7 separate regions of the Mus musculus genome follow, and regions 2, 3, 4, 5, 6 and 7 are each linked to region 1. Evidence: chromatin contacts called from public promoter capture Hi-C data. All regions are on one chromosome and are shown on one strand. Each heading gives the region's core, a stretch centred on a gene start, on an enhancer-like site or on the middle of the called end of the contact. The rest is flanking DNA. Distances are from core to core; before and after follow the strand shown.

What was found. Promoter capture Hi-C pulls out the DNA fragments that hold promoters and counts their contacts.
Region 2: a contact with region 1 is called in a promoter capture Hi-C map of pre-B cells. The contact joins the promoter of Isoc2b here to the promoter of Zfp446 in region 1. A contact is called at or near these places in 4 of 39 promoter capture datasets (cranial neural crest, frontonasal cranial neural crest, pre-B cells and 1 more).
Region 3: a promoter capture Hi-C map of pre-B cells shows a contact between it and region 1. The contact joins the promoter of Zfp628 here to the promoter of Zfp446 in region 1. A contact is called at or near these places in 3 of 39 promoter capture datasets (cranial neural crest, frontonasal cranial neural crest and pre-B cells).
Region 4: a promoter capture Hi-C map of pre-B cells shows a contact between it and region 1. The contact joins the promoter of Zfp579 here to the promoter of Zfp446 in region 1. A contact is called at or near these places in 3 of 39 promoter capture datasets (cranial neural crest, maxillary cranial neural crest and pre-B cells).
Region 5: a contact with region 1 is called in a promoter capture Hi-C map of maxillary cranial neural crest. The contact joins the promoter of Ccdc106 here to the promoter of Zfp446 in region 1. A contact is called at or near these places in 5 of 39 promoter capture datasets (cranial neural crest, frontonasal cranial neural crest, maxillary cranial neural crest and 2 more).
Region 6: a contact with region 1 is called in a promoter capture Hi-C map of second pharyngeal arch cranial neural crest. The contact joins the promoter of Epn1 here to the promoter of Zfp446 in region 1. A contact is called at or near these places in 5 of 39 promoter capture datasets (cranial neural crest, frontonasal cranial neural crest, maxillary cranial neural crest and 2 more) and 1 of 9 other capture datasets (adipose tissue).
Region 7: a contact with region 1 is called in a promoter capture Hi-C map of second pharyngeal arch cranial neural crest. The contact joins the promoter of Zfp787 here to the promoter of Zfp446 in region 1. A contact is called at or near these places in 4 of 39 promoter capture datasets (cranial neural crest, frontonasal cranial neural crest, pre-B cells and 1 more), 1 of 484 Hi-C or Micro-C datasets (B cells) and 1 of 9 other capture datasets (liver).

What each region holds. Positions count from the first base shown.
Region 1 is chr7:12,975,557-12,979,594 of GRCm38.p6, reverse strand. It overlaps Zfp446 (zinc finger protein 446), which reads right to left and starts at 1,747. Exons shown (of 6, transcript NM_175558.4): 1 at 1,483-1,747; 2 at 217-597; 3 at 1-144. The coding sequence starts at 1,743.
Region 2 is chr7:4,864,185-4,868,222 of GRCm38.p6, reverse strand. It overlaps Isoc2b (isochorismatase domain containing 2b), which reads left to right and starts at 2,044. Exons shown (of 6, transcript NM_026158.2): 1 at 2,044-2,162.
Region 3 is chr7:4,913,153-4,917,190 of GRCm38.p6, reverse strand. It overlaps Zfp628 (zinc finger protein 628), which reads right to left and starts at 1,974. Exons shown (of 3, transcript NM_170759.2): 1 at 1,786-1,974.
Region 4 is chr7:4,993,804-4,997,841 of GRCm38.p6, reverse strand. It overlaps Zfp579 (zinc finger protein 579), which reads left to right and starts at 1,741. Exons shown (of 2, transcript NM_026741.2): 1 at 1,741-1,838; 2 at 2,930-4,038. The coding sequence starts at 2,932.
Region 5 is chr7:5,054,778-5,058,815 of GRCm38.p6, reverse strand. Ccdc106 (coiled-coil domain containing 106) reads right to left here and starts at 2,090. Exons shown (of 5, transcript NM_146178.2): 1 at 1,157-2,090; 2 at 913-1,017; 3 at 648-824. The coding sequence starts at 1,187. Gm15510 (predicted gene 15510) reads left to right here and starts at 1,700. Exons shown (of 4, transcript NR_166619.1): 1 at 1,700-2,063.
Region 6 is chr7:5,078,567-5,082,604 of GRCm38.p6, reverse strand. Epn1 (epsin 1) reads right to left here and starts at 2,370. Exons shown (of 12, transcript NM_010147.4): 1 at 2,128-2,370; 2 at 484-587. It overlaps U2af2 (U2 small nuclear ribonucleoprotein auxiliary factor (U2AF) 2), which reads right to left. Exons shown (of 12, transcript NM_133671.3): 12 at 2,660-3,423. The coding sequence ends at 3,289.
Region 7 is chr7:6,154,152-6,158,189 of GRCm38.p6, reverse strand. It overlaps Zfp787 (zinc finger protein 787), which reads left to right and starts at 2,225. Exons shown (of 3, transcript NM_001013012.2): 1 at 2,225-2,345. It overlaps Gm36371 (a long non-coding RNA gene), which reads right to left and starts at 971. Exons shown (of 2, transcript XR_391130.2): 1 at 1-971.

The DNA of each region.
Region 1 (4,038 bases), core at 498-2,997:
GGTAGATCGATCTATCCCGGCCTTCAGCGGTGCCTCCGCAAGGCCTGCCTTGGAGGACTCCGTTGCTGCTGAGATGTGGTGACTCCCTGAGGACTCCTTCTGGACTAGAGGAAGCATCTTTGGCTTCAGGATGTGGGCTGTGATCTGAAGAGAATCATGTCACAGGGGCTCTCCCTTCGATCTGTCCTTCTAAGAAGCTAATGTCATTTCACTCACCCAGCCCAGCAGCTGCCCAGGATCATGCTGCAGCCCCTCAACAAGAACTGCGGCCTCCTCGGGGCTTCCTGGTCGCTGCCCTCGAACCCAGGCCTGGATCTCAGGGGGCAACACACCCAGGAACTGTTCCAAAATCAGCAACTCTATTATGTGTTCTTTGGAGGATGACTCAGGCTGTAGCCACTGGTGACACAACTCTCGAAGCTGGGCCAGTGCCTCTCGGGGTCCCTCAACCTCCTCATAGCAGAAACCCCGGAAACGGAGTCGTGCAGCCTCAGGCTCCTCAAGGGTGGTCCTGGAGTCTCTGAGGGATAGGTGTGGGGTACCCCGAGGAGATGGCATTCTTGTTTTGAAGGGTCTTTTTGGAGGTGACAGAGGGACCTACAGAAAAGGAAGAATGTCATCTAAGGTCAGAAGACACACACCAGACCCCTCCTAGAAGCCGGAAAAGAGAACCCTGAGGCCAGGAGAACTTCAAAGAAGGTCATGGGAGGTGCAGCCCCACAGCAGTTGAGCAGCTGTATTTTGTTTTGAAGATAAATGACTGGGTGGAATGTCCAGGGACCTTCTAGAAAACTGCAAATGACGGGCTCAAACATTTGGGTACAACACAGGGCTCCTGGGAGATGAAAGTGGCTCATCCAGTAGACAAAGGGTCAAGCAGGACACGGAGGGAAGGGGGGTGGGACCATCATCCTGGGTGACCTGGAGCCCTGAGGCTTCAGACAGGAGGCAGACCACTGTGCTAGCTGAAGAGTTGGCTCTGAGACACAGGTACAAGACCTGGGGCAGAGCTGAAAGCCTGGGTGCATTCTCAGGAGCTTATTATGGGTTGGGAGGCACAGCTCGCTGATCGCAGCTGAATTGTGGATGCCTCATACTGCCTCAGCTTACTACGCATGTGAAACCCTGAAACAAAAGCCAAAATCAAACAGCCCCGTTTTGTGTGGAGTTGTAAACTGGAACCTGTGTCCCAGCTCTTAAGATTCTGGTTTTAAATCGGCTCTCTTGGGACATCCGTCCTGCTCTGGAGAAACTCAAGAGTTGGGGTGTCAGGCTCTGACACAGGAAAGGGGTGGGTCCGACGGCTGGGAGGTGCTCTCGGTGATCCGAGGAGCCGGATTATGAAGCTGCGCCCGCCCAGCTAGGAGTGAGCTCACCTCTGACGCGTGGGAGAGCCCCAGGAGGTTGGGGCACTTCCAGGAAGTGACACCGAGCACGTCCCACTGCCACTCAGAGAACGCCCCGCCTCGCGCGTTGCCCTACCAGCCCGGCCAATCCTGCATCTGCTCCGCCGGATCGGCCCCCTTCGCTCGGACTACGTCTCCCGTGAGCCTCAGCAAGAACGACAGCACGCTTCCAAGGCCTCTCACGCGCGAGACTCTTCGCTCCTCTCCTTGGGGTCGCGTTGCTGCAGAGTTCCGGGGGGGGTTCCCACTCCTGACTTGGCAGCCGTTCTTCTCTTGCAACCGCAGCCGTAGGACTCACGTAGGACGGAGCCGACTGTGGGTTAGCCTCCTTACGCATGTGCGCAACGGACCTGGTTTCTATTGGCCAGAGAGGCATCCTGACCAATCAGAGCTAGCGCTCCCGGAAGGACTCTCGCTCCTTGTGTCTCCTAGGTAACAGCTAGCGCACAACTTAGGGCCTCTTGCTGTTCTCTGAGTTAAGCTGTAAGGGTCCCCCTGCCTCGGAGAAGGCCTAGGTGGAGGCTCCTTGGCCTCTTGAGTCCAGACTGTTCTAGACAATCCCGTTGGGAATCCAGGTGAAAGGCGGTGGTGGGCGAGAAAAACTCAGTATGGCCTCCATCGGATCTCCGTTAAGCTCCCTGGATATTGTGGAGACAGTAGGCCTACAGGTGAACAAGTGCTCAGAGGAGGTAACCATGTAATTACCAACCCTCACTAATAGTCTTCAGATAACATTACTGAAAATAAGGACGGAGGTTTCTGATTAAAATTACGAGGTATACTCAACCCTTACTTAGGAGGATGTAGTTAGACAAGATGACTTATATTTATTTTTTTTCTCCCAATGGGCAGTTGATGGCATTTTGTTTGTTTGTGGGGGAATGGGGCCTTTAAAGAATAAAAGTCCTTGGCTGTCCTGGAACTCACTCTGTAGACCCTACTAGCTAGCCTGGAGCTCACTCAATAGTTCTGCCAGTCTTTCTCCCATTCGCTGAGATTAAAGGCATGGGCCCCCATATCCGACAGTTAGAGGCTTTTTAGCTTAATTGCAGATGGGCTTAGTTTTATTTCCACATATCAAGTGGCTGGACTGTGATATAAACCATTCAATCCTGAACTCGATCTGCCTACTTGGGTTTCTTCTGCTACCCAGGAACCTTCTCCTTGGCAGCTACTGTAGAGAGCAGCGGTTCTCTACATCCAAAACTCCTGAGCAGTTCTGTCGGTAGAATTTGTCTTTTACAGATTCTCTGGACACAACTCTCACCACCTACCTATTGAGGAGAAGCGCTAAGGGGGCCTAAGGGGGTTCCCAGAAAGCTCTCTTGGAAACACCTTTGTTCTAGTGCTCACCTCCCTGCTAGGCTGGTTTCTAAGCCTTCTATGTGCCACAGGATAGACCTGGTTGAGTCTTGTGATGGTATACATCTTACCCCTGGGCTTGACATGACCATTACCATCTTTATTTCTCCCTTGTTCAGGCCATTAAATCTAAGACCACATATTTAATAGGTAAACTATCATTGAGCTAGCCCCAACTCAGTCCTTAATTATAATGGTTATATTAGGTTGGCCAATGTAACCATGAAACATTTTATCTTTTGAGGCAGGATCTAAGTTCCCCCAGGTTAGCCTCTCAGCTGTCTTAAAGTAGAGGGCCTGTGGTGACCTACTGACCTAGCTCTTAGGGTAACAAAATAAAATTTATAACAGATAGCTAGGTCTATGGTACTGGGGTGTTCAAGTTTCCTCTTGGATTGGGGAGACATTTTGGTCACCAGTCGTTCTTGCCTAACTGTGTGTGATCTTTTTTTTTTTTTTAAATATTTATTTATTATATGTAACTATACTGTTACTGTCTTCAGACACTCCAGAAGAGGGCATCAGATTTCATTTCAGATGGTTGTTAGCCACCATGTGGTTGCTGGGATTTGAACTCAGGACCTTTGGAAGAGCAGTCAGTGTTCTTAACCACTGAGCCATCTCTCCAGCCCATGTGTGATCTTAGAAATGATAAATTTTAAGGTAAAAAGTTGATTAGGGCACTCAGGAGGCAGAGGCAGGCAGATTTCTGAGTTTGAGGCTAGCCTGGTCTACAGAGTGAGTTCCAGGACAGCCAGGGCTACACAGAGAAACCCTGTCTCGAAAAACAAAACAAAACAAACAAAAAAAAGTTAATTAGGTTTGAGATTCTTCAGTCACCCATCTTCTTGTAAATGTTCCAGCTCTGGGGAGGAAGGGGAGAAGCCTTCCCCAGTGGCAGTGTTACAGCTCTGAAAGGAAAGGTATCCTGGAAGTTGGGAGCCAGGAAATACCACAAAGTCACAATATACAACAAACCTCAGACAAGAGATTTATTGGGAGGGAAAAACTCAGAAGGTGGTTGTATTTCAGGTGAGAAGCAGCAGAGAACTGAGCAGAAAACAGAATATATATATATATATATATATATATATATATATATATATTTCTCATTTATTTTATGTATATGTGTTCACTGTAGCTGTCTTCAGCCACACCAGAAAAGGGCATTGGATCCTATTACAGGTGATTGTGAGCCACCATGTGGTTGCTGGGAATTGAACTCAGGACCTCTGAAAGAGCAGCCAGTGCTCTTAACAGCTGAGCCAAC
Region 2 (4,038 bases), core at 795-3,294, 8.1 Mb after region 1:
TATTATACAGATTCTATTTTTGTACAGATTTGCATGGCACTGTGATTGAATTCGGAGCTTCATGCATGCTGGGCAAGTGCTCCACCATCTGAGTTATATCCACAGCTGTGCCAGGGACGGACTACAAGGGTGGGAACTCTGGAGGGGCTGCCTTTGGCTTTGGGGGTGAGGAGGGGAGAGCCTGTGTTATTTATGGGTTTCACAGGCTTTCCCACTTCCCACGGATCTCCTGAAATGCCAGGCACAGGTACCTCCCAGTTGTGCATTCTACGCTAGGCGAGAGCCACAGGCTCAGTGTCGGCACTAACGTACATGGTGTGAATAGCTGTTAAGGGAACTGAAGCCAGCACCTGCCAATTAACTTTATAGACTCTAACACAAGAGTGATGGCATTTGCCCTTTCTTTTCTCTTTTCTTTTTCTTTTTACCAACCCCTACCGCTACCCACACACCTGCCCTTGGTTTCACTATGTAGCTCTGGGGAGTCCTGGAACTCACTTTGTAGACTAGGCTGACATCCTAACTCACAAAGATCTGCCTGCATCTGCCTTCAGAGTGCTTGGATTAAAGGTATGTACCACCATGCCTGGTTCTTTTCTTCGTGTGTGTGTGTGTTTATAAAATTTTGGGTGTGTGTCTGCCCATGTGTCTGCTTACCACATGCATTCAGTGCCAAAGTGGCCAGAAGAAGGTGTCTGAGCCCCTGGAAGTAGAATTACAGGCGACTGTGAGCCTCCACCACTGTCTGGCTTGTTGTTTTTAATCTTTGTTCAGCTCATTTTGTTTTTGAGGCTCAGTTTCAGGATGCACTTGAGTTCACTGTTCTGGGGAGACCAACTTTGAACCTCTGCCGGTTGCCTTCCCAGTCCCATCCCATCCCCCATCTCTCCCACCCTCACCCCACCCCCATGCATACAGTGCTGGGCACTAAAGCGAAGGCTTTATTCATGCCAGGCAAGGACTCTGCCACCTGAGCTACAGTTCCAGCCTTATTTCTTTTTCTTTGTTCGACAGTGTCACACTCTGTGGCCCAGGCTAACCTGGAACTCTGTGTATATATATATCTCTCCCCCAAAAGATCCTCACCCACACTCAGCCTCCCAAGTGCTGGGTTTACAGTCCTCGTTAGCCACCATGCCTAGCCCTTTTCTCATAACTTCAAGGTGAAGAAATCCTCCTGTCTCCACTTCTGAGTACTTGGGGTCATGGGTATTAAGCCACCGTAATCAGCTTTTGTTTTCTTATTCATTGAACTCAAGGCCTCAGCTTCTAGAACGCTGGGATTACCGGCCCTGAGCCACCATACCAGGTTTATATATCTGGATGAAGTAATCCTCTCTCTCTTAACCCCCACTTCTAAGTACAGAGTCAGTTTTCTATATAGACCACCCAAGGAGACAAGTCCTGAATTCCTGGAGAAAAAGCTAACTGGCAAGCAGTGGGGGAAAATGTCTTACGAGGCTTGTTCTTTTGTTTTCTTAGTTTGACTTTCGGGTTTTCGAGACAGGACTTACTTCCGTGTTGTACTGGCTATTCTGGAATTCGCGTTGTAGAGTCAGAATTATGCCTGCCTCTGCCTCCTGAGTACTGGAACTAAACCATTAACTAAATCATCGGTTTATGATGATTACTGGAACTAAACATTTGCGCCACCATGCCCGGCTGTTGTTTTGGTTGACAGGGTCTCACCACGCAGTCCCGGCTAGTCTCGAACTGGCGATACTCGTGCTTCAGCCTTCCTAGAGCTAGGTTACAGAAAGCATCACCTCTCCCCGGTCGCCCCGGATGGAGTGGATGGTGCCATGAACCCTACACTAGCCAAGATTGAGCCTCTAGCTCTCTGGTCGTTCTTCACCCTCCTTCCGGGTTAGAAGCCGAGCTCTCAGCCAAGGCCCTCCCTCCGTGGATTTTCATTGGTCCTACCCTCTGTCTCTCCGCCTGCTCCAGTTTCTTCAGACCAATCGAATTAACAGGATGGAGTAGAACAGAGTGAGGCGAACGCCGATTGGTTGGCTCGGCGCGGGGGTGTAGACCCGCGGCTCTGACTACGTGTCTACAAAGGGCAAAAAGGAGGCCCAGTACGGGGTCAGTGGGAATCCAGCGGGGAAAAGGTCACGGGACTTCTTGGAAAAGGGGCCCGAACTCGAACCTGGGACCTTCGAGTAAGTCCGGTTCGTTACTTGCTGGCTGTTTGCAAACCCACCATCCCGTCATTCAGACCGGGAAACGGAAGCTTTGCAGGGTGTCGGGTTCGGGGGTTGGAATGGCATTCCATTTGGTCTCAGGATAGACCCGCGGGGAGAGTCCCCAACCCTCTCTAGAGACAAATTTTGCATCAACCCCGCCAGTGAGCTAACCCTGGAGAAAAAAAGAGACCCAGAGAGGAAGGGAAACTCACCCAGGGTCACACAGCCTGAAATTCCTGGTTCCAGGAGTTGTGGTCCCCGCTTCTCTCACAATTACGTGCTCCTCTGTATCGCTCTCCCTAAAGCATCGTGGATCCTCTCCCATCTGTGTCCCCAGTCCATCTCGATCAAATCTGGCGAACTGAGCCTGGCTGTCATGAAAGCCAGGCAAATCAAGTGCTCTCTACCACTGAACTCCATCCAGCCCCCTTGCTCATTTCCTTCACACTGTGCCTCCCAAAAATGGGTTCCCAAGCCAAGAACCCAGCCCTTGGGACATAAGCCTTAAAAACCTATGAGGGGAATAGAGAAGGGGGGGCGAGTAGACATGGCTCAGTGGCTAAGAACTCTGGTTTCTCTTGTAGAGGACCTGGGTTTGGTACTCAGCACCCAGACGGTGGTTTACAACCGTCTTTAAATCTAGTTTCAGGGGACCCGACTACCTCTTCCAGCCTCCACAGACACTACATGCATGTGGCTATGCAGTCTCAGGTCAAACACTCATATAATAAACCCAGTCCGGGCTGGAGAGATGGCTCAGCAGTTACGAGCAGTGGCTCCTCTTCCAGAATGGCTCACAACCATCTGTAATGGGATCTGCTGCCCTCTTCTGGCATGCAGGCATACATGTAGACAGAGCACTCATATACAGGGAATAGATAAATAAATATTTTTTTAAAATTAAAAGTAAATCTGATCAACACACACATTTGGGATCCAGAGAGAAATGACTCCTTCGCTTGTCTCTGACCTCCACATATGCCCCATGGCATGGATACCCTCTCCCATATAGAAACTAAATAAATAAATAGAAATTTTTAAGGAAAAAAAAATCTACATTTGCCATTCAGGGAGCACAGATGGGAGTTTGCCATACCGTTCTTGCGCTTTTCATTTCACTGGCGCACTTTTTATCTGTGTTGGAGACCTCCCTTGCAGGTTTGTTTGTTTGTGGGTTTTTGTTTGGTTTTTTTTTGTTTTTGTTTTGTTTTGTTTTTTAAATGTCTGTGTTGGAGACCTCCCTTGCAGTTGTTTTTGGCTACAAAGAATCCACAGTGAGAATTTGGCTGGCTGCAGTTTTTGTAATCCCAGCTACTCCTTCCGGAAGTTTCAGCAGGAGAATTGCTCGTTGAATTCCAGGTGCCCTTGGGCGATTTAGCAAGATTCTGTGGCAAACGGTGTTGAATCTGATCTCCAGTACTGCATGAATCACTTGTATGCTGATAAATTCTTGCACTAGGGTGTGGAGGCTAGAGGATCAGAAGTTCTAGGTCACCCCAAACCACAAAGTGGAAAACTTGAGAGAGAGAGAGAGAGGGAGAGGAAGAAAGAAGTATATGTATCTAATCACAGCTCAGTGACTCCATACCTAGAATCCCAGGATTTAAACAGCTCACACAGGAGGGTTGACGTGAGTCCCTGGCCAGCCTTGAGTCCATGAGAAGCTCTCTGCTCTACACAGTGGTTGAGAGTGGATATGATGCCATAGGTCATTAAACATTATTAGTGTCTGTTATGTAAGGCATTATGGGTCACCAGGTGGCCAGACTGCAAGTGTCTGTGGCCTAACTGGCTACATTTGGGAATTTGTGGCCCTTTATCACTAGAGCCCTGTCAAAGAGTCTTGTGATTA
Region 3 (4,038 bases), core at 725-3,224, 8.1 Mb after region 1:
TCTCCTGTTACAAAACTTAAGGGTTGGGCAGGAGATGTAGCTCAGTTGATGGAGTGCCTATCCAACACACACAAAGTCCTAGGTGTGAGCCCCAGCACTGCTAAACCAGGTGTGGTAAGAGGAGGCTAAGACAGGAGGATGAGTCTGAGGCAAACCTGGATAGTAGTCACACCTATAAGGGGACAGAAGACAAACTCCCTTACAGGAGCCTGCTGACTGCGCATAACTACGTCCGTCTTCTCCCCTCTTGCAGGCCTCCTGTCCCTCTAGCCGTTCAACTAAGCAGGGAAAGCTACCACCACCTTATGCCTAGTGCCCTTCCCCTCCACCATCCACAACTCACACTGTCACCTCCAAGTCTTCAAGAACTCACCCCAGAGAGCCTTCCTCAGACCACCCTTGAGCACTCCCTGATCTCCTCCCATGCCTTATTTGCTCCCTTCTTCACGGGGCCCATCACCTTCTAAATACTATAGGGCAAGCATTTCTCTTTGTCTTTTTGAGACACAGTTTCTCTGCACAGCCCTGGCTGTCCTGGAACTCACTACCTAGACCAGGCTGGCCTCGAACTCAGATGTCTGCATCTGCCTCCTGAGTGCTGGGCTCAAAGGCGTGCATCACCACCACCCTAGCCAGGACTTCTCAACCTCACCAGCACAGAGATTTGGAGACAGGTCATTCTTTGTCAGAGGGGCTGTCTAATAAATGGATGGGTGTTCATCAGGATTCCTGACTCAATAGGATGGATGCCACTGGTAACAAAACACAGTGCCAGCTTGACCCTTCCCTAGTAAATCCTGAAGTCAGTACTGCAGTGACAGTACCCCAGGACAGTCCCATCAACATATAAGTCTCTTACTGCTTGTTCTACTCTGTCAATGTTCACATCATCCAAACAGAGAACCTCTGCTTCGTTCGATCGATCGTTCTCTGATGCATCCATCACCCACCAAAACATCAGGAGAGAGCATGCTCAGTAAAGACAGTCTGAGTGAAGAGAGGGAGGCACCCCCTTTTGACAGGTTATAAAGGATTTCTTTTTCAAAGGGCAATAGGCTATGAAGGATTGTTTTTTTAAAGGGCTGTTGTTCCTTTTGGCGTGTAGGTGACAAATGAGGTTCAGAAACTGTCTGTGCCTCTGAGGCCATATCTTTTAACACAAGAGGCCCAACGGAACAGGGACCCATCTTAGCAGTGAGAGTGCCCTTTAAGCGTCTGGGCTTTACGAGGAAGCTCTTGGGGTTTGGGATGTAGCTCGGTTATTAAGGGTTAATGACTGGCATGCACAAAGCTCTGGGTTCTTGTCACAGTACACCATAGAACTGGGCGTGGTGGCACAGGCAGGCCTGTAATCCCAGCGCGCAGATGAAGGCAGCAGGATCGTAAATTTAAGGTCATTGTCAGCTATACAGTGAGTCTGACGGCATCCTAAGCTACATGAGGTTTTATCTGGGAGGGAAAAAAGATCTCTTTGTTCAGATAGTCTAGGGACCAGCAGAATTATGAAACTTTTCCTTCAATGTTTGGGAAACTATCACCCGCTTTTAAGGAAATAACCCCCTTTTAGGAGAAAGGGGAGAAGGGAAAGGGCAGGAAGCTTTGCAAAAATGCAGCTAAACACACTGTCCTTACCCCTTTAAGAGGGCGGAGCCGGCCTAACAGATTAAATATCGGAGGCGAAATAGCGACCTTCCCTTTAAGGTACCCCTTCCGGTTTCCCGCTCGCCGTTCTCCAAACGACTCCGCCCTCCGGCCCTTCCCCCACCGCGCCCTCCGGTCTCTCACCTGTGGCCCCGGTCGGGGAGGGGGATCAAGGAGAACCCCAGGGCCTTCCCGCGGGGGCTGACGGGAAGCGGGGCCCGGCACAGCGCTGCGGGACCCGCGGCCCGGGAGGGGGCGGGGGCGCGCTCCCTCCCCACGGCCCCCGGCGCGAGGCACTCAACCTTTATCGGCGGCCTCTCGCGCACACAAACCCCGCCGCCGCCGCCTTCGTGCGTCATGACGCAACGCGCCAAGCCCGGCCCGGCCCCACCCACTGCTGGGGTTCGCCAGATGCAGAATCCCGGGGGTCCAAGCCTCAGGCCCGTGGTGTACACGCAGACCCTGTTCCCTCGTGCTGGGAAGGAAACTGAGGCACTCAACCTTCCTGCATGGCCTGGGATGGCCTGGGTCTCGGGAGTCTGAGTTGCCCCTACAAGCCTGCTTTTTTTCCCCTGCCTGCTGGTATCTGGGGCCAAGCTTGCTTTCTGAGCCTGTGCTGAGACTTTCGGATAGATTATTTTTGTTGTCTTAATTGTTTTTTGTTTTTGTTTTTTACTTTTTGAGACAATGGGCTCTTGTAGGCTCATGTAGCACGGGCTGGCCTTGAATTTTTTTTTTTTTTTCCGAGACAGTCCTGGAACTCTGTAGACCAGGCTGGACTCGAATTCAGAAATCCTCCTGCCTCTGCCTCCCAAGTGCTGGGATTAAAGGTGTGCGCCACCACTGCCCGGCTGCCTTTTTCTTAAGATCTATTTATTTTTACCTTCTCTGTATATGTGAGTTCCCACATGCATGTCTGTGCACCCCATGTGTGCCTGGTGCCTGAGGAAGCCAAAACAGAGTGTCAGATCCTTTGGAGCTAGAGTTACAGGGCAGTTGTGAACTGTCTGGTGTGGTCCCAAGGAACCGAAGCCCAGTCCTCTGTAAAACTAGCAGTTGTTCTTAACTACAAAGCTATCACCCCAGCCCTAACTTAGAGGGCTGGTGAGATGGCTCAGACTGATGGTACTGATGCTCGCTGCCCAGTGAAGCCATAGAGGAGTCTTAATCCAGCAACATGGCTATTGTGGCTGGAACACAGATATGACCTTAGTACACACCTTTAATTCCAGGAGACAGAGGCAAGCAGATCTCTTTGAGTCCAAGGCCAGCCTGGAATAGAGCAAGTTTCAGGTAAGGAAAAGCTTAGGACCAGGTTTGGTGGTGCATGCCTTTAATCCCAGCACTCAGGAGATAGAGGCATGTAGATCTCTGAGTTCTAGGCAACCAGTTCAGTTGAATCAGTGAGTTGAGAGGCTATGCAGAGGAGTTCAGAGGTAGTTTTCATAGAGATGGTTTTATAGAGACAAGTTGCAGGTGAAGACACAATGAGCCAGAGAATAAAAAGAAGCCAAATTAGAACAGATTTCTAGAGTTAGTTTGAGGTCAAGCAGAGCAATTCAGTCAGAAGCTGAGAGAATCAGTCACTTTGGAGAGGTGTTTAGGCCAGAGAAGCTGAGTTGAACCAGCCAGCCAGAATTCAGAAAGAGCTAGAAAGGGTGAGTTTATTCAACAGTAGACATCAGAGATGGCAATTACATCTGGAAAATAGCAATTACATTTACAACATGGATATGGTGAAAGGTGAGAACAAACTCCCACAAGTTGTCCTCCAATCAGCATCTATGCTGTGTGGCAAATACATGCATGCCCATACACACAAAATAAGTGGCTGAATGTAATTTACATTTTTTCATTTTATGTATGAGAGAGAGAGAGATCCAGAGAACCCGCCTTTGATTTCTAGAATCCACAACAGTGGCTCACAACTGTAACTCCAGTCCCACAGAACCCTCCCGAGACACCGTGGACACAGGCACAGACATGAGTGTGGTAAAACACACATACACATAAAAAGAAATATATTATTTAAGTTCAAAGTCTCGCCTGAGATTCAAGGCAGCCCCTTAGCTGTGAGGCCCTGCAAAGTCAAAAAGAAAGTTCCAAGATTCTGATATGCAGTGACACAATAGACACCCTGTAGGGTCCGAAAGTCAAGTCGCTGAAGACTTCAGACTCAGTATGCAAAGACGGTTTATTCTAGAGAAACAACCAGCATGCAGAGGTCAAATATTTTTCAAAATGTCAACCCCAGACAAAGGTGCATAGGCCTTCTTATAGGGGGACTGTCAGGAAGGATCAGGTAATCTAAAATTTCATTGGTGAGTGCTAGGCTGGGGGGGGGGGGTCATGGGTGGTCAGTGGCCTGCATTCCTATGTCACGAACTTTAACTATAG
Region 4 (4,038 bases), core at 492-2,991, 8.0 Mb after region 1:
AAAGGTGTTGGAGCTGAAGTTATACAGGGGGTGGGGGCTTGCCTGGGTGCTGGAAACCAAATTCTGGCCCTCTTGAACAGCAATACTCTCAAGCACTGGACTGTCTCTTCAGCCCTACATTTGTATTTGTTTATTTAATGTGTATGTGTACATTTGTGTCTGTGTGTTTATGTATGTTTATATGTGTGTATATGTGTGTTGTATGTATGGGTGGGTGTGTTTGTACATATGTGAATGTATGTTTATGTATATGTGTGTGCAGACACACAGGTGGAGAAGTCAGAGGCCCACCCACAGGAATCGGTTTGGTGATCTCTTTCTACTCTGTGGGTCCTGGATAGCTCAGATCATCAGCCACGAGTCAGGCGCCTTTGCACTGAGCTATCTTGCCAGCCCACAATACCTATACTGAAATGTTTTTTTTTTTTTTTTTTTTTAAGATTTTATTTATTTACTTATTATATGTAAGTACACTGTAGCTGTCTTCAGACACTCCAGAAGAGGGCGTCAGATCTCGTTACGGATGGTTGTGAGCCACCATGTGGTTGCTGGGATTTGAACTTCCGACCTTCGGAAGAGCAGTCGGGTGCTCTTACCCACTGAGCCATCTCACCAGCCCCCTGAAATGTTTTTAAAAAGAAAAAGAAAGCAGCCGCAATGGACTGGCACAAGTATAATACTGCATGTTTCTGGTTTCTCAAGGGTAAATTCCTGGAATTACTAGCATATCAAAGCTTTCCAAACCTCTACTCACCCAGACACGTACAAAAGGAACAGTTTACCCAGCCTCTTGCCAACTATGTTTGGCATGAAGTTAACCCTAAAGAAAACAACACTGTAATGCAGGCAGATAACTGAAACGGCCCTTTTTCTCCATCATATATACTTTGAGATGTGGCCCATGTAGCAGGCTGAAACATTAAAGCTCCAAGTTCCAGAAACGTAGTTGCCAAGGAAGACTAGAGGAATGGCATTCACTCCCATTGAAAGCCAGCTCACTGTCTCTTCCATCCCCTTCATTCCACAGCACTTTGCCCAAAACAAGAGCTTCCCTCGTCACACCGTCTGTGACTGACTCTTGTTTGTCCCTTTTCATCATAGTATGAATTTTGCCTTTATCGATCCAGCACCAAGGACAGAGCCAGCCCACAGTAGGTGTTCTGATAAAACTGGTCGGGTTGTGATCCTGGGGCTTACCATAAAGGGAGAAACTGAGGCTCGGAGAAGAGAGAATTGCTTGCCCAGGCAACCAAGGGACAGTGAGAGTCAGGCTCGATCATAGAGGTGCACTCCTTGTATCATTGATGTTCACTCTCAAGCCTGTATCACTCACTGCTTCGTTCATCTCCATCTCTGCCTTCTTCAGACCCAGCAGCCAGCACAGTGCCTGGCACCGGCAGGGCTTGATAAATGCCTGTTTGTTGAAAGAATGAATGAATATGTGTTATCTGCTGGGAAATGGAGGAGGGGTGGAAAGCTGGATCCAGATTCCCAGGCTTGCAGCCTCCTCCTCCTCTGAGGGTCCAAAGGACAGGCCTTCAGCCCCTTCCCCTCCCGGGATCCAGGAGCCGCAGCTCCCTCCTCTGCTCCCGCCCCCCCCCCCCCCGCACCCCCACCAGGTCCCTGGCCCTCCGCTTCCGGCTTCTCAGCCAGTCTTTCCTCTTCTGGCCTCCGACCAAGCACCGGGTTTCCGGGGGGAAGGCTTAGGCTGTAACACCGAGCCCAGCCTCCTTCTCCACCCCCACCCCTCCCACTACGCTCAACCCCCTCCCTCTCCGCCACCACTGTCCGCGATCGCCCGGCCGCAGGGAAGGAAGAAAGGAGCGCAGGAGGTGGAGGTAAGACCGGCTCCCTGAGACTGGGGCGAGCCCCAGGCCCTGCGCAGAGCAATCTGCAAGGCCTCGACCCGCTGCCTTAGTTCTGCAGATCACACCTACCCGGAACAGATAGACCCCCTCTTGGACCTAGATCCCCCGACAGCCGGCAGGTTCCACGCCCTCCCCCGACACCACGCCCGGCCAGGGGTCTGGCCACAGCTTTCTCGCTGAGGATTTTCTGCAGCCCAGCTCCCAGTCCACTCCTCCCCCTTGTCTTGTGAGTCAGGGCCCCTTACCCAGCTTCTTCCTTCACCCGGACTCAGAGGCTGCGTCTACCTGCAAGAGTCTAGTTCGCCTATCTGGTTCTATCTGAGACCCAGGAGTCCTACCTTTCAGTCTTCTTGCCTGAGACCCAGGGATCCAGAAATCAGCCCTTCTTTAAACCCAGGAGTCCAGGTCCTCCCTCAGACCCAGGAGTGCAGACCCCGACCTTCTTCAGACCCAGGAGCCCAGACCCCAGCCCTCCTCCTTCCGATCCAGGAATCCAGACCCCATTCCTCCTCCCTCAGACCCAGGAATCCAGACCCCAGCTCTCCTCTCACAGACCCAGGGGCTTAAGCCCGGCTACCCACTGGTCCCTCCCAGCCCCTGACTTATGGACTTTTTATTTCCAGGGCCTCTTGACTTTGAATCCCACCCTACTTGGGCCCCAAGGGTGGACTGGTTCCCAGCCCCTCCAGGAATGTTCAAGCCCCAGGGCACTAGAGCAAAATCAATTGGCTGACTTTGTCTCCCTGTGTCTCCTCTGTATGTGTCTTGTTCTGTCTTCCTGACCGTTCCCACCTCTGATATCTATGTTTTCTTTCTCTCTATCTCTCTCCTTTGTGTTTCTCCTGAACTTGGCCCCCCTTTCCTACGTCTCCACAACTCTCTCCTCTCCTTTCCTGTGTCTATCCCCTTCTGCCTCCTCACCACCTTCCTCTCCCGACTTTCATCTGTATCCTCTTCTGAACTGTGGATCTACCTGCCCTGTACCTCTGCTCTCCTCTTCACCTCACCCCACATCTTTCATCTCTTCTCCCCACCCCTGCCTCTTCCCCTTTTCCCCACAGGCATGGATCCACAGCCCCCTCCACCCGCCCAGGGCAGCCCACCTCACCGTGACCGTGGCCGAGGCCGAGGCCGTGGCCGTGGCCGTGGCCGAGGCCGTGGTCGTGGCAGAGGGGGTGCTGGAGCCCCTAGGGCGCCTCTGCCCTGCCCAACCTGTGGTCGCCTCTTCCGCTTCCCTTACTACCTGTCTCGACACCGGCTGAGCCACTCGGGTCTCCGGCCCCATGCCTGCCCTCTGTGCCCCAAAGCTTTCCGCAGGCCTGCCCACCTTTCCCGCCACCTTCGTGGCCACGGGCCCCAGCCCCCGCTGCGCTGCGCTGCCTGCCCACGCACCTTCCCGGAGCCAGCCCAGCTCAGGCGCCACCTGGCCCAAGAGCACGCAGGTAGCGAGGTGGATCTGTCCACGCAGAGGGCAGTGAAGGAGGAGCCTGAGGCCAGTTGGGGTCCGCAGGACGAGGGAGTGGAACAGCCCGCCACGGTGGTGGTGGCCGGGGCTGAGGAGGAGGCGACCACACAGTGGCCCGCAGGGGACTCGGCTCCTGCGGCTGTCCCCACGAGTACGGATCCTCGGGAATCAGAGGCCAAGGAGGCCGAGGCCGGGGCAGCGGAGCTAAGGGCAGAGTTGGCACTGGCCGCGGGGCGACAGGAGGAGAAACAGGTCCTTCTCCAGGCCGACTGGACGCTGCTGTGTCTCCGCTGTCGCGAAGCCTTCGCCACCAAGGGGGAGCTCAAAGCCCACCCGTGTCTGCGCCCCGAGGGCGAACAGGAGGGCGAAGGAGGACCCCCGCCCCGCCCCAAGCGACACCAGTGTTCCATCTGCCTCAAGGCTTTCGCCAGGCCCTGGTCCCTATCGCGTCACCGGCTAGTCCACTCCACCGATCGACCTTTTGTGTGTCCAGACTGCGGCCTGGCCTTCCGCTTGGCCTCCTACCTCCGCCAGCACCGCCGCGTCCATGGTCCACTCAGCCTGCTGGCCCCGTTACCCGGGGCCGGCAAGAAGGATGACAAGGCCTCGGGCGGACGGAACTCAGGGAAAGGGCCCGAGGGGGGCGAAGGGGCAGAATGTGGGGGTGCATCGGAAGGGGGTGAAGGCGGGCATAATGGAGGAGAT
Region 5 (4,038 bases), core at 841-3,340, 7.9 Mb after region 1:
TCTGGGAAAGGGCAGCCTTGAGTGGGGAATGTGCTGGGAATGGCAGTCAACACAGGTTAATGAGATAGGGCCCTGCCTGTCAGAAGAGGTGACACCACCATGCTGTTACTAGTTGTAGATTAGAGCAAGACAAGGGAGTGGGATCCGCTCAGGACCCTAAGGTGAAGCTTAGGAGACAGAGGTACTGGGACCCCCACAGCCTTTGAAGAATAAGAAACATGAGGCATGATAATGTAGAGCAGGGTAGAGGGAAGACAGAACCCTGATTGGTATTTCAGGGTACCTCTAATGGATGATGACTGCATCATTCAGAAATCCTGGGGTGCTGGCAGGGCCCCTCTGAGGAATCCAGTAGACTGCAATGGGTCTACTGACAAAGGGACATTTCCCCTAAGATGAGGAACCTGGGCTGGAAATATAGACTCTGGGAGACAGTTATGCCAAGTGCTTGAGGCTGATGAGTTACAGGGCAGTCTCATCACAAGATAGGAAATGAGAGAAGTCTTTGAAATCAAGAAGGAAATGGCTGGGGAAGGCCCTAAAATAGGCATGGGCCTTAGTGGAAGGATAAGATGCCAAGTCCCCATCAGGTCCAACCAACATTGGGTGTTGAATTCTGCGGGTCCTGGGGGACTGTGTGCCCCCACCTGCATCCATCCGGGCAGAGGAAATGAATTTGTCCAGCTGACACCGCAAGAAGTCCCTCTCCTCCTCCAGGTCCTCAATGCGCTTCTGCAACCACGAGTTCCTCTCCAGTGCCATGTGCAGCTGGGCCTTAACACTGCTCATCAGGGCCAGGGTTGGGGAGGCGCCCTCTGGAGGCTCTAAGAACAGCAGGGACGGAGGTCATGCCCCAGGGTGAGGCAGTACCCCACCTGACTCCAGTCCCTCCAATGCCCTTTCTCAGCTCACCCTCAACATTTCTCCGAGACGGACTCAGACGGTATAAGATTTGTGAGTCTAAGTGGGGTGCCTCTTCAAAGGGAATGGAGATCTCAAAGGTCTCTTCGTCCTTCACTGCAGAGAGGTCAGCAGAGGTCACCCCAGAAGTGGCCTGAACCTTATAGACCACCCCCAACCATTGCTGTCCCATGGACAGAGGGAACCAGAATGTCAGACCAAGGATGGGAAAAGAAAGGGTCCCCAGGTGCCTCACTTGTCCGCCAACGGTTGTTTCTGTCATTCATATCGAGGAGGCTTCCTGCAGACCCAGCAACTGAGCCCTTGGGGGCACTGGACAGAAGCAGGTCACCAAAAGTCGGCAGTCCCTGGAGAGGTGGAATACCTGTCCCTCCGGAGTAAGGAAGGATCACCAGTCTGAGGGAGGAAAGGACCCATACTTCTGGACAGAGTCAGAGGCTTCCAAAGTATGTACCCAGAGCGAGGGGGCTCAGCGAGAGGAATCTTGGTTGTGAAGGGGCTCGGCCCTTAAATTCTTTGGTTCCTCGTGGGGTCAACACCACAGGGAGACCTGGCCTGAATGAGAAAGCCCTTCATCATGGCCCATCTCCGAACCCAATGCCATAAATGGAGAAACAACCACCCCTAACTTCCATTCTTGGGGTAGGGGGTCCATCCTGCAAGCGTTCCCCTGTCCCAGCCGCCCATTCCTCCCGCACTCGCGTGGGCGAGTAAAGCCCCTCCCCGAAGTGGGAGCTGGGCGCGTGCGCAGTGCGTGGGAGGTCACGCGTGGGGATGCGCCCCCACCCTTTGTCCCACAAGTGGGAGGGGGCGACCGTGGCGAAGGGTCCCAGAATGGGCAACCGGCATGGGGGTGTCGACCGTGGGCACCGTTCCCCGCCTTTGGGTGCTCAGGGTACAAGGGGCCGAGGCCCCGCTCTCACCCACCCGCGCACGGACTCCAGCCCCGGGACCGACGGCAGTGGCGGCGCCCATGCCCAGCGCAGGGGAGCGTCTGCAAAGTGTCGCGGAGAGAAGCGCCCACCCACCAGTAAGCGGGCGTAGCGGCAGAGGAGGGGGAGAACTGGATGGCGGAGCGCGGAGACGTGGGCACTAACCGAATCAGGCCTGCCGAGCCTGGGGCGCCTCTTCCTGGAGCCCAGGTGAGGCCCGCCGTTTGCGCGGAGGTCGGGACCGCACTTGCGCGATAGCCCCTTGCAACACCCCTCCAACCCCCACCCCACACACAACCCCCCCCCCCTCCTTTCCCAAAGCCTAGGCAGGGATCCTCATGAAATTCTCATCCTGCACAGCTGATGCGGTTCCGGGGGTCCTCCGGGTGAGTGGCTATGTGACCAGTGGGCCGAGAAAAGTCAGAAGGTATGAGGCAGTAAGGAAAATTGAAGTGAAATTTGAGTCTCCTTTAATGATCCCTAAGTAGCTGATTAATACATGCATACCTTTAGTCTTAGCCGCTCCAACCTACCATAACCTCCACCCACCCCCATCCACGAAAAGGATTAAAGGAATAAGAGGACCAGGATGTGAGAATGGGTTGTGTGGTGGTTACTTCTCCGCAAAGTGTGGGTCAGGAATAGCCCACACTGGAGCCACCTGTGGAACAGCTACACTCCAGTCCTTGCTCCTCATTCCTCCATGGCCTCAGTTTACTCACCTGTTCAGTGGGAAGTTACTCTTAAAAGCCTTTGAGAGGATGTAGTTGTGTGACATACCAAAGGCTCAGCCCAGAACCGGACCACTCTTGGAGCTTAAGATCCAAGCGCTGTTGATATTATTTGAAGTCAGTCGGTGTAGATGCACAGCCTTTAAGACACTCCCCCTCTCCCTTCCGCCCCAAAAGAAGTCGTGTAAAGAGGCTATCTGCATAGGGCACATACACACACACAATCAGAGGAAAGGAGCAGCGAAGACATGTTTATTAGACCTACACTGCCTCTCCGGTTCACAAGCAGCATCCTCTTTGGGGTTCTGAAGCCCTAAGAGGCATGACTTAAACCATCCTTGCAGAGGAAGACTGAATGTGTCAACCAAGACTAAGCAGTTCATTTTTACAAATAAACTGCATCCTGGGTCAGCAAGTCCAGGGGGAACCACCTGCCCTAGATCAGTATTTCAAACCACAGAGAATTGTATAAAGCCAGGTGAACTGTATAAAGCTGTGCTTATGCTCTAAGATGCTATTTTTTTAAGTATATTAATGTGGATTGTAGTTTGGGTGGGGAAGGGGTAGTGTTCAGAACCTTTTTCCCAAAGATGCTAGGAATGTTGCGCAGTGTGTAAGGTGCCTAGCATGCACAAAGCCCAGAGTTTCAGTATTCTGGAAGTGGAGGCAAGATCATAAATCCAATGTCACCCTGAACTACATTACAACCTTATCTAAATAAATAAATAAATAAATGGCAGGTTTGGGGAAACTGAAGTAGGCCTAACTCCCAGAGGAAAACGGCAGACTTTCCCATTACCCAGTCAAGGTCTTTGTTCCAGATAGCATAAACTAAAATGTCTCCCAAAATGTAAGTAAGGATTGAGAATGGGGTGTGGTGTGCATTGAGTGTTCAATATAAGGTCCCTACTTCCAGTGTCAAAATAGAGACCTCTGACTACCCACTAAAACTTCCCAGGCAAGAGTTTCCCCAAACAGCATGGTCCTCCCTTCCTCCTATCAGGAATCCGTAATAATAAATATCCCAACTGTTCAAGGGGCAGGGCTGTTCTCTATGAGGGCTCGTTTCCATATACCTCCAAAGCACTATGATGCCCTGACAGCTCAGAGACTCTTCGAGGCAAGGCTGGGTTTGTGTCTAGGGCTCTGAAAGCCAGGCTGGCACTCAGGCCATTGTCTGAGAACTTCAGGAGGAGACCCATGATCCCCGCGGTCCCCAGAGGCAGTGCAGGGATGCTTCCTCTGAATATGCTTCTGGAATGGCTCCTGCTCGGTAAAGCAGCACGGGCAGGGTAGGAAGGCACTGGAACAGCTATCCCCTGAGTGCACACAGCTGTTCTGAGCCAACTCGCCCCAATCCCGAAAGGAGCAAGGGCAGAGCAAACAGCTGTGGGCTGTCCACCACCTGTATAGCAGGTTTGACATTTGAAGGGCTTTACCTCCAAGTGGATGAC
Region 6 (4,038 bases), core at 1,121-3,620, 7.9 Mb after region 1:
AATGAATGTAGACAATGGCCTCATGGAAGTTTAATAACTTGGTCAAGGTCATATCATAAATGCAAAAGCAGACTCAACAATCAAACCCATATTACCTGTATAAACTCATTTTTTTGTGGGTTGGGGGGAGGGGGTGACACAACATCTCTCTACATGGCCTTGACTGTCCTGGAACTTGAAGAGCTAAATCCATGTGTCCCTCCCCTCCCAAGTACGGAGTTAAAGGTGTGTGCCATTAAACTCATGCTTTTAAATTAACCTAAATAAACTAACCTGTGCTGTGACCAGCTGTCAGAAAGCATCAAGGGCAGAAATCAAGCAAATGAGGGGAATATTAACAAGCACTTCCACAACCTTTACATCCTTCTAGGCACCCATTAAGTCCTTTGCGCTATCAACTCAATCCTTACAAATCCATGACTCACAGCCACTTTACACAGGAGGGAACAAGGGCACATTAGCACCTTGCCCAGGGACACACACCTCACAACTGGAGCAGCCTGGGTCCAGAGTAGACTCCGATCACCAGTCTGTGCCTCTCCAACAAGCCATGGAGGGAGATTTACTGAGCCCTACCATGATCCAACCTGAAGGAAGACATAGGAGAATAGGAAAGGCTGCTCTTTACCTTGAATTCAGGCCAGAAAATGGAGCACCTGCAAACAGGCATAACTAGGCAAAGAAAAAAAAAAAAAAAAAGCAGCTGGGTCCCAAGTCAGGCCTGGACAGACACCAGAAGACAAACATATGACAAACATAAGGAGACTGGGGGAGGGGAGAGAAAGGGAGGGAGAAAGGGAGAGAAAGAGGGAGGGGGGGAGAGAGAGAAGAGAAGAGAAGAGAAGAGAAGAGAAGAGAAGAGAAGAGAAGAGAAGAGACACACCAAAACTCGGGCAAAAAGAAAGCAATACAGCGAGGCAGGAGGACAGGGAGGACAGAAAGACAGGGACCCTGAAACAAAACACACACATGACACCCAGGGCTGGGGGGGGGTGGGAAGAGATATAACTTAAAAGAACACAAAATTTGCACTCAAATCCCGGCCACATAAGCAACCAGCAAAACAACCCTGTGACTCAGTTCACCTAACTGTGTAACAAAGGGAGGGGTGCTGCCCGGCAAGCTTGCTGATTAAATAAGACGGGTACATAAAGAACTTGGTTCTGTGCCCCACAGATAGTAGGCGCTCGGTACTCCTGGCTGCTATTATTATCAGAAAAAACATTTCCAAAAGGGTGGCATCTAAAGACGCACTATCCTAACACCAACTACCTACTTCAAGCATGTTCAAAAAAAACATACTAAATCTCACAAATGCTGCTGAAAATGGGGCCATTTTCCACAGTTAATTTAGAATTTCTTATTAAACAGTACAAACAATATAGTGAGTCCCCAAGGGGGACTCAAAAACCTGGTATCAAATACTAAGCGAGACAAAATCTCTAGTAACTAGAGCTACTAATAATCACATGCTTAACTCCAGGCCAGACACTGTAAGGCACTTTACCAGGACCACTCCAATGCGCAGAGACCCTGTGGTGCAGGAATTATGAATGCTTCCGTTTAGAAGACTAGGAAAACTGAAGACCAAGGCAAGCAGCGGGGGCTTTGGAATCCACAGCCAGAGCTCTTGTCAGAACACCAGAGACTCAGAAACCTGGGAAGCACATCCTAAGCAAAAGCAGTGGGTTCCTAGAAAGGAATTTTGGGCCTGGGGACGACAGCAATGACCCGGAGAGAAATAATGCACCAAGAGGGAGACCAGTCTGGGGAAATGAAGACACAGAAACCCAGAAAATACAAGCATTGCATGCATCCTGACAGGAACACGGAGCAATCCAAGACACAAACAGCACTCGGATCTCCAAGCCCTTTTGTACAAACACAGAAACACAGAAGCAGAGCAACACAGACAGCAGGGCCACGCGAGACGGGGACACTGACAATCCCAAAAAAAGACACACACCGGCAGGCAAACCCGACCCGGGCACAGCGGTACAAAAGCAGCCACAAGCCATCAGCGGCTGGAACACCGGCTCCGAGGCTGGCTGGACCCGCGCGCGCCACGGCCCAGGCCGGAACACCGGACTTGCCGCGACGGAGGCCAGCATTGCGCCCCTCGCTCACCTCGGCCCGCTTATACCGGGCTTCCAGGGGTCATGACGGTCAGCCCCCTGCCCCCGCTCGGCCTCGGTGTCGCGGGGCGCGCGCCGAGCTGCGGGAAGCAGAAGTGCGCACGTGCGCACGCACAGACGCACGGAGGGCCGCACAGCGACGGCCCCGCCGCCCCGGCGCCCGGGAGGGGCGCAGAGAGCCGGGCGGGGGAGGGGAGCCGCCGAGCGGACGGGAAGCAACCGAAGGTGGCAGCGGACCGGAAGCGGAAATGAACTCACGTGCCCCGCCCTCTGCACTTCGCCCGGCAGCCTCCACTTCCGCGACCAAACCCACCCCGGCACCATTTCCGGCGCACGGGACTGCGCGTCCTTATGCCCTTGCGTCACTTCCGCATCTACGCAGCAGTGGAGACGCGTAAAGGTCCAAGCCTTGAAGCCTCCACTGTGGCTACCCTCGCGGGACCCTCAGGCCTGCCTCCTTCCCTGGGTGCCACCCTCCACACCCTCGGCCGAAAGAGACGGGCGGACACACTGGACACAGATGAGGATCCATAAAGTAAAATACAACAAAATGTTTAATGAGCAAATTCGTATTAGCAAATATGAAACTGCCACAGAGAGGGGGAGCGGGACAGAGACCACGGGTTGAGTCAGGAAGACTAAGGAGAAGAACCAACTACTTAAGAAACCAGGGTGGAGAACAGGAAGGACCAGAAGCCAAAGGACGGGAGCTGTGGTCCTGCAAAGGGAGAGGGCAGGGCACTGAGGGCCAGACAACAAAATTCAAAATAGTTTGGCCATAAAATATAAACACGCTATGTTCCTACCATGGGGGAAGAGAGGAGGAAAGGGGTGTAAGGGATAAGAGGCTGTTTGGGAAGGGGCTGTGGAGGTCCTACCCGCCCTGCTGTGCACACAGTCCCCATCCCAGCCCGTTCCCTCTGTGTCTGTGTGGGTGCATGTGTCTGTGTGGGCCTGTGTGCACTTGCCCAGTCCCCTTCCTGCCCTAGCCCCCCACCCCCCACCCCCCTTAATTGCTGCCATTCCAGTTGCTGCCGGCTGTCATTCGGCTGTCACTCCTCTGCCCATCTTCTTCAAGAGGGGGGAAAGGAGGAGGGGACAGGTGGGGGGAAAGTCCCCAGCCAGCCCTGCCCCCACCCTCCCCCAGCCACCTCTACCAGAAGTCCCGACGGTGGTAAGAATCAGGGTCACAGTATTTTGTGACCACCACTCTGTTGGCGAACTTGCGACCGGTTAGACCCTGCATGGCTTTCTGGCAGTCAAACACAGAGGTGAACTCCACGAAGATCTGTAGGAACAAGAGGCATATCTGTGAACAAGGTTGGCTCCTAGCATCTACTCAGCATTCATTTAAAGTACAGAATCAGCACAGGAAATGAGAGAACACCTCACCACACTGCACAGAGGACTTCAGTTCAGTATGAGGGTGTTTACCCAAACGTTCTCCAGTACCCAAGAACAAGGCACAGAAGCGAGACATCACAGAAATGAAGAAAACCAGGCAGGCCTGAGTCACTTAAGTACACGGGGCAGTGGCCAGAGGCAAGACCCCAGAGGAGAGAAGGGGTCACTTCTGCATCATGCACCCTACAGTGTTCCCCAAGCCACAACTGTCATGTTCTCCCCACAGACAAGGTAAGGAAAGCTCAGAAATTAGGACTCAAGCCCAACCTGAATTAAAACAGGTTCATCTATCCATGTTGACAAGCCTGCTTGAACCACTCAATCACCTTAAAGGAAATGATTACAATGAAGGTCCCCTAACATGGGAACTGCATGACTACCGCACTACTTTAACAAACCAGTTGACTTCAGAAGAGAGTGGAGAGAATATGAGATAAAAGTGATAGAAACTTTATGGGGCCAGCAAAATGGCCCTACAATTCCGGCATCCTGCATTCAA
Region 7 (4,038 bases), core at 976-3,475, 6.8 Mb after region 1:
GTGGTTGCAATGCCATGATGGACGGGATCTTCAAACTGTGCGTTCAAGTAAATCCTTTCCCCTTAATTGGCTCTGGTCAGGCATTCTGCTGCAGCAAAGAGGAGAAGTAACTTATTACAGAAATAGCCTAGGAATTGGCTGCGTGGGTAATAGTCTTTAACTTTGCTTTAGATTGAAATCGGGAAGAGTCAGCAAGCTCATAAAATTCATATGGATCATAGAACTCAGAGAGTTACAAGATTCAATAGCTATGGCCAGGAAAATGGCTCAGGTAGTAGAGTGTACTTGCTGCCAAGCTTGACAACCGGAGTTAGACTCCCAAGACTCACATGATAGAAGAGGACCAACCAACTCCTGATAGCTGTTCTCTGACCTTACATGCACATGCATGGACACACACACACACACACACACACACACACAGTGCCTGCAAACCCCAGAAATGGAAAAAAAAATAATCCCACACAAATCAGATACAAAAAGTGACTTGAGGATAGCTGGCTGGAGTTAGAGAAGGAGTACACCCTGAGCATCACGGTGGAGTCATAGTGGGAAAGGAGATAAGGAGATAGGAGGGGCAAAACAGAATTGCACATTTACTAGAGTTTAAACAAAAACAAAAACAAAAAAAGATAAAGTTTGGAGAGACAAGAGAAAGCCTGGGGTGCCCAGAGCCTTGGTTCCTTGTAGTTGTCACTGAAAGTGGCACAAAGCTGTTCCCGTTAGGGTTTCGTGGGTACTAGGTGAGTGTGTACCCCTGAGCCTTTGAGGCTCACCATGGAGAAAATATGTATCTTCAGATTACTTGGTTTAGCATTCTAAGAATTCCTCTGTGTGGCCCAGGACTCGGGATGGAACAGTAACTACCGTGGCTGTGTCTGATGCTGCCAGTTTGCCTTTTAGTTTTGTTAGCTTTGAGCCAGGAAGGGATAGTTAATTTTTTTTTTTTTTTTTTTTTTTACTGTCCTCCGTTTACTCTTTACCTTTGGGGCCATTTTAATACCCCTGCTGTGGGTTCGCCTTTAGCCTTTTGATCAGTTACAAGCAGCCTGTGATCTTTATCACCCGTTGAAAGGTCCTGGCTGGTTTATCTTTAATCTAACCACGGAAGTCCAGCGCTTGAACATGAATTACAGGCAGTTTGGACATTTTCCATTACAGGGCTCAGCATAGGCCTCCTCTTGAATTTTCTAACTCTCTACACATCCTTAACAGTCTGCTGAGCAAAGACTTCTGGAGCACCTTGCTAAGGAGATGGCTATGCTTTCCATTTTCTTAGCTTGTCCTCAGGTGTCATGTATCGTTTTGCCTGTGGGCTTTGCTTCTTTAGGCTGCCCAGGATTTTCTCTGGTGCAGGAGGAGTTTGTTTAAAAAGTCCATCCCTTACTTAGTCCAAGTGTCAGCAGCACCTGACGCCTGCTTTTGTAAAGGTAGTTACGTGATGATGATACCATTTGTCTCAGAGAAGCTGACATTGACTTTCAAGTTTCAAATTGTGCCTTGGAAGCAGATATCTGTAGAGGGTCCTTTCATTCCTTTTCTTCATCATCAGCATCCTCCAAACTGTGATGGACCTTTCTTCTAGGAGAGTAATAAGTCATAAACACTTAATTTGGAGCCCTACTCTGAAGGTTCGAGGTCATTCTTGCTATGTCACTTAGTAAGGTAATGTGACCTCTGGTTCTCTGCAAAACAGGCCGATTTCAAGATGAGGTCGTCCCAAAATGCAACCCGCACCGGAGGCTCGAGCGGAAACATTTTGGGGAAAAACTCCAGATCTCGTGAACCGAATTTTTTCTTGAGACCGGCGTTGGCCTGGAAGCGCCCCGGGGCGGAAGGGGTTACGATGATAGAGACGACAGGAGGACTGGAGTAGTGGGAGCGTCGCCGCGGGCAGCTCACCGCGCAGGCGCGAGCGACGAGGCTGGGTTGGGGGCCGCCCCGACACCCGGAAGTGTGCGCCTAACGGGTCGAGCCCAGCCTTCTGTCCGGGGAGGGGGCGGGGCCCGAGCCCCTCGGAGCGAGGCGCCATAGAGCAAAACGGAGGACCTGGGTCCTAGATAATTCCGGAAGTAGCGTCCCGAGGCGCCTTTCCGTACCATAGAGCCGGAGGGGGTAGCGGTCAGGGGTCCTGGAGCTCCTCTGCCTAGAGTGGCGAGGTAGCGGTGGCGGCCTGGGAGGGGGAGGAGAGGGAGAGGCGCGAGCGGAAGCGGCCGGGAAGGTCACTTCCGGCCTGGGCGCCCGTCCCCCTGACCCCAGGGTCTGAGTCGCCGCTGCCGCCGCTGCCACCATCCGCGAGGCAGGCGAGAGGAAGAGTGCGGCGTGACGGCCCCGGGGCCGCGGAGGTGAGGGCGGCCGCGGGCTCAGGGGGGCGTGCGCCGAGTGGCTGGGATGAGAGCGCGTCGGGAAGCTGGGCTTCGGACGGGGGTGGGTGGGGAGGCGGGAGGGCGAGCGCGGCAGAGCGGACTAGTGCGCGTGCGTGTCGTGTTAGGGGTGTGTGTGGGGGGGGTGGGCGTGAGCGGGCGCGCGGCCGGGGAGTTCGCGCGCGCGCGCGGGAGAGATTGGCGCCGCGGCCTGGGACAATGCGCGTGCGCTACTCCGGCGGCAGTGCTGGGCCGGCAGGCACCTGGGTTATCCAACCGGTGGGGTCCGGGCCACCCGGACTGGACTTGCAGCCGGTCATGGCCGGAAGTGCCAGGGACTTGTTGCGGGGGCGAGGCTTGATGTGGGGAGAGACCCCGCCGCCTGGATTGGGCTGACCGGAAACGGCGGCCCATGGTCAGTCTCGGCCCAAGTTCTCCCAAGTCCTCTCCTTCCTCAAATCGAGTCGCCTGGCCCGTTGCTGCCTCGGGGGCCATGCGCTGGCCTTTGATCCAGCGAGTAATTACGGGATGCAGGTGGCGGGAGGCTCATTCATCTATTTCCCCCGCGCGTGCTGACCGGCGGCAGGAAACACGTCCTGGGAGGGGAAGCGCCAGGCCAAGGTCAGCACCGTGTGGGTCGTCCTGGGCCGCCTGGACTGTTGCCTTCCTCCCCTGGGCGGACACAGGGCTGGGTCCAGCGCGGAGCCCCGCCCCTTAGCAGACCTCCCGCCTCCACCTCCAATCTGTACAAGAGTTAGGTCATAGGGTGACCCCCAAGCCCCGGGAATGTGTGCCCCAGCACTTACAAAAGGTCAGTCGGAAAAGTGATCCACAGACGAAGAAGTGAGTGGGGAGTGAACTGACACCTGTCTTAACACCAGGATAGGAAAATGAACATGAACTGGGGTTGGAAAGCAGGAGCTGAGACCTGACCCAGGACGACCTTAGGCGTTATTGCCCAGGTCGTTATTAAAAACGCAGACCTGATGGGTTCCCCCAACCCCTTAATTTCTGATTCAGGCTCCATGTTTGGCGTTGTTGAGAATCTAGCTGAGATCTGGCCTCTGCTCTGGGGAAAGCTTTAAGCCTCTTGGGTCAAGTGCAGGTAACTTTCCCCTCCTGCTTCTCTGGAGTCACTGAGTGCTGTGCTGCCATGGCCCAGAGAACTTTCACATTAGATTCTGACTTGGTTTATCTCATGTGTTCTCCATCTGAGCAGAGAAGGGTATATCCTCAGGCTTGGCCCATGGTGAAATTCAAGAATGATTTGCAGCTACTGGGAATATTGCCCACGAGCTCTGAAGCTCAATTCCTCGCTTCAGCTCCTAAGTTCTGCAGCCATAGATAAGAAATTTCATGCCATTCCTCACGAGGACACAATAGAGGTGTTAAAGTGATACACCCAGAGCAAGGGTTTTCATACTTTTGCTTTCAGGCAAAAGTTCAAAAAGTCTCTGGAGCCAGCTCCTGAGTTCCAATTTTGGCTCGTTTATGGTTCCGTGACCTTGGATGTGTCACTTCCCCCTTTCCCAGGCTGTTTCCACTACTTAATTGTTACACTGTTACAGTTCCCTGACTATGCCCAGTCCATCAAGACTACAAACTCCACTAACCCCAGGGCATTGAATTTCACTGGTGGGGATGTGGGTTGGAGGGCTGTTCTCAAGGTTTCCAT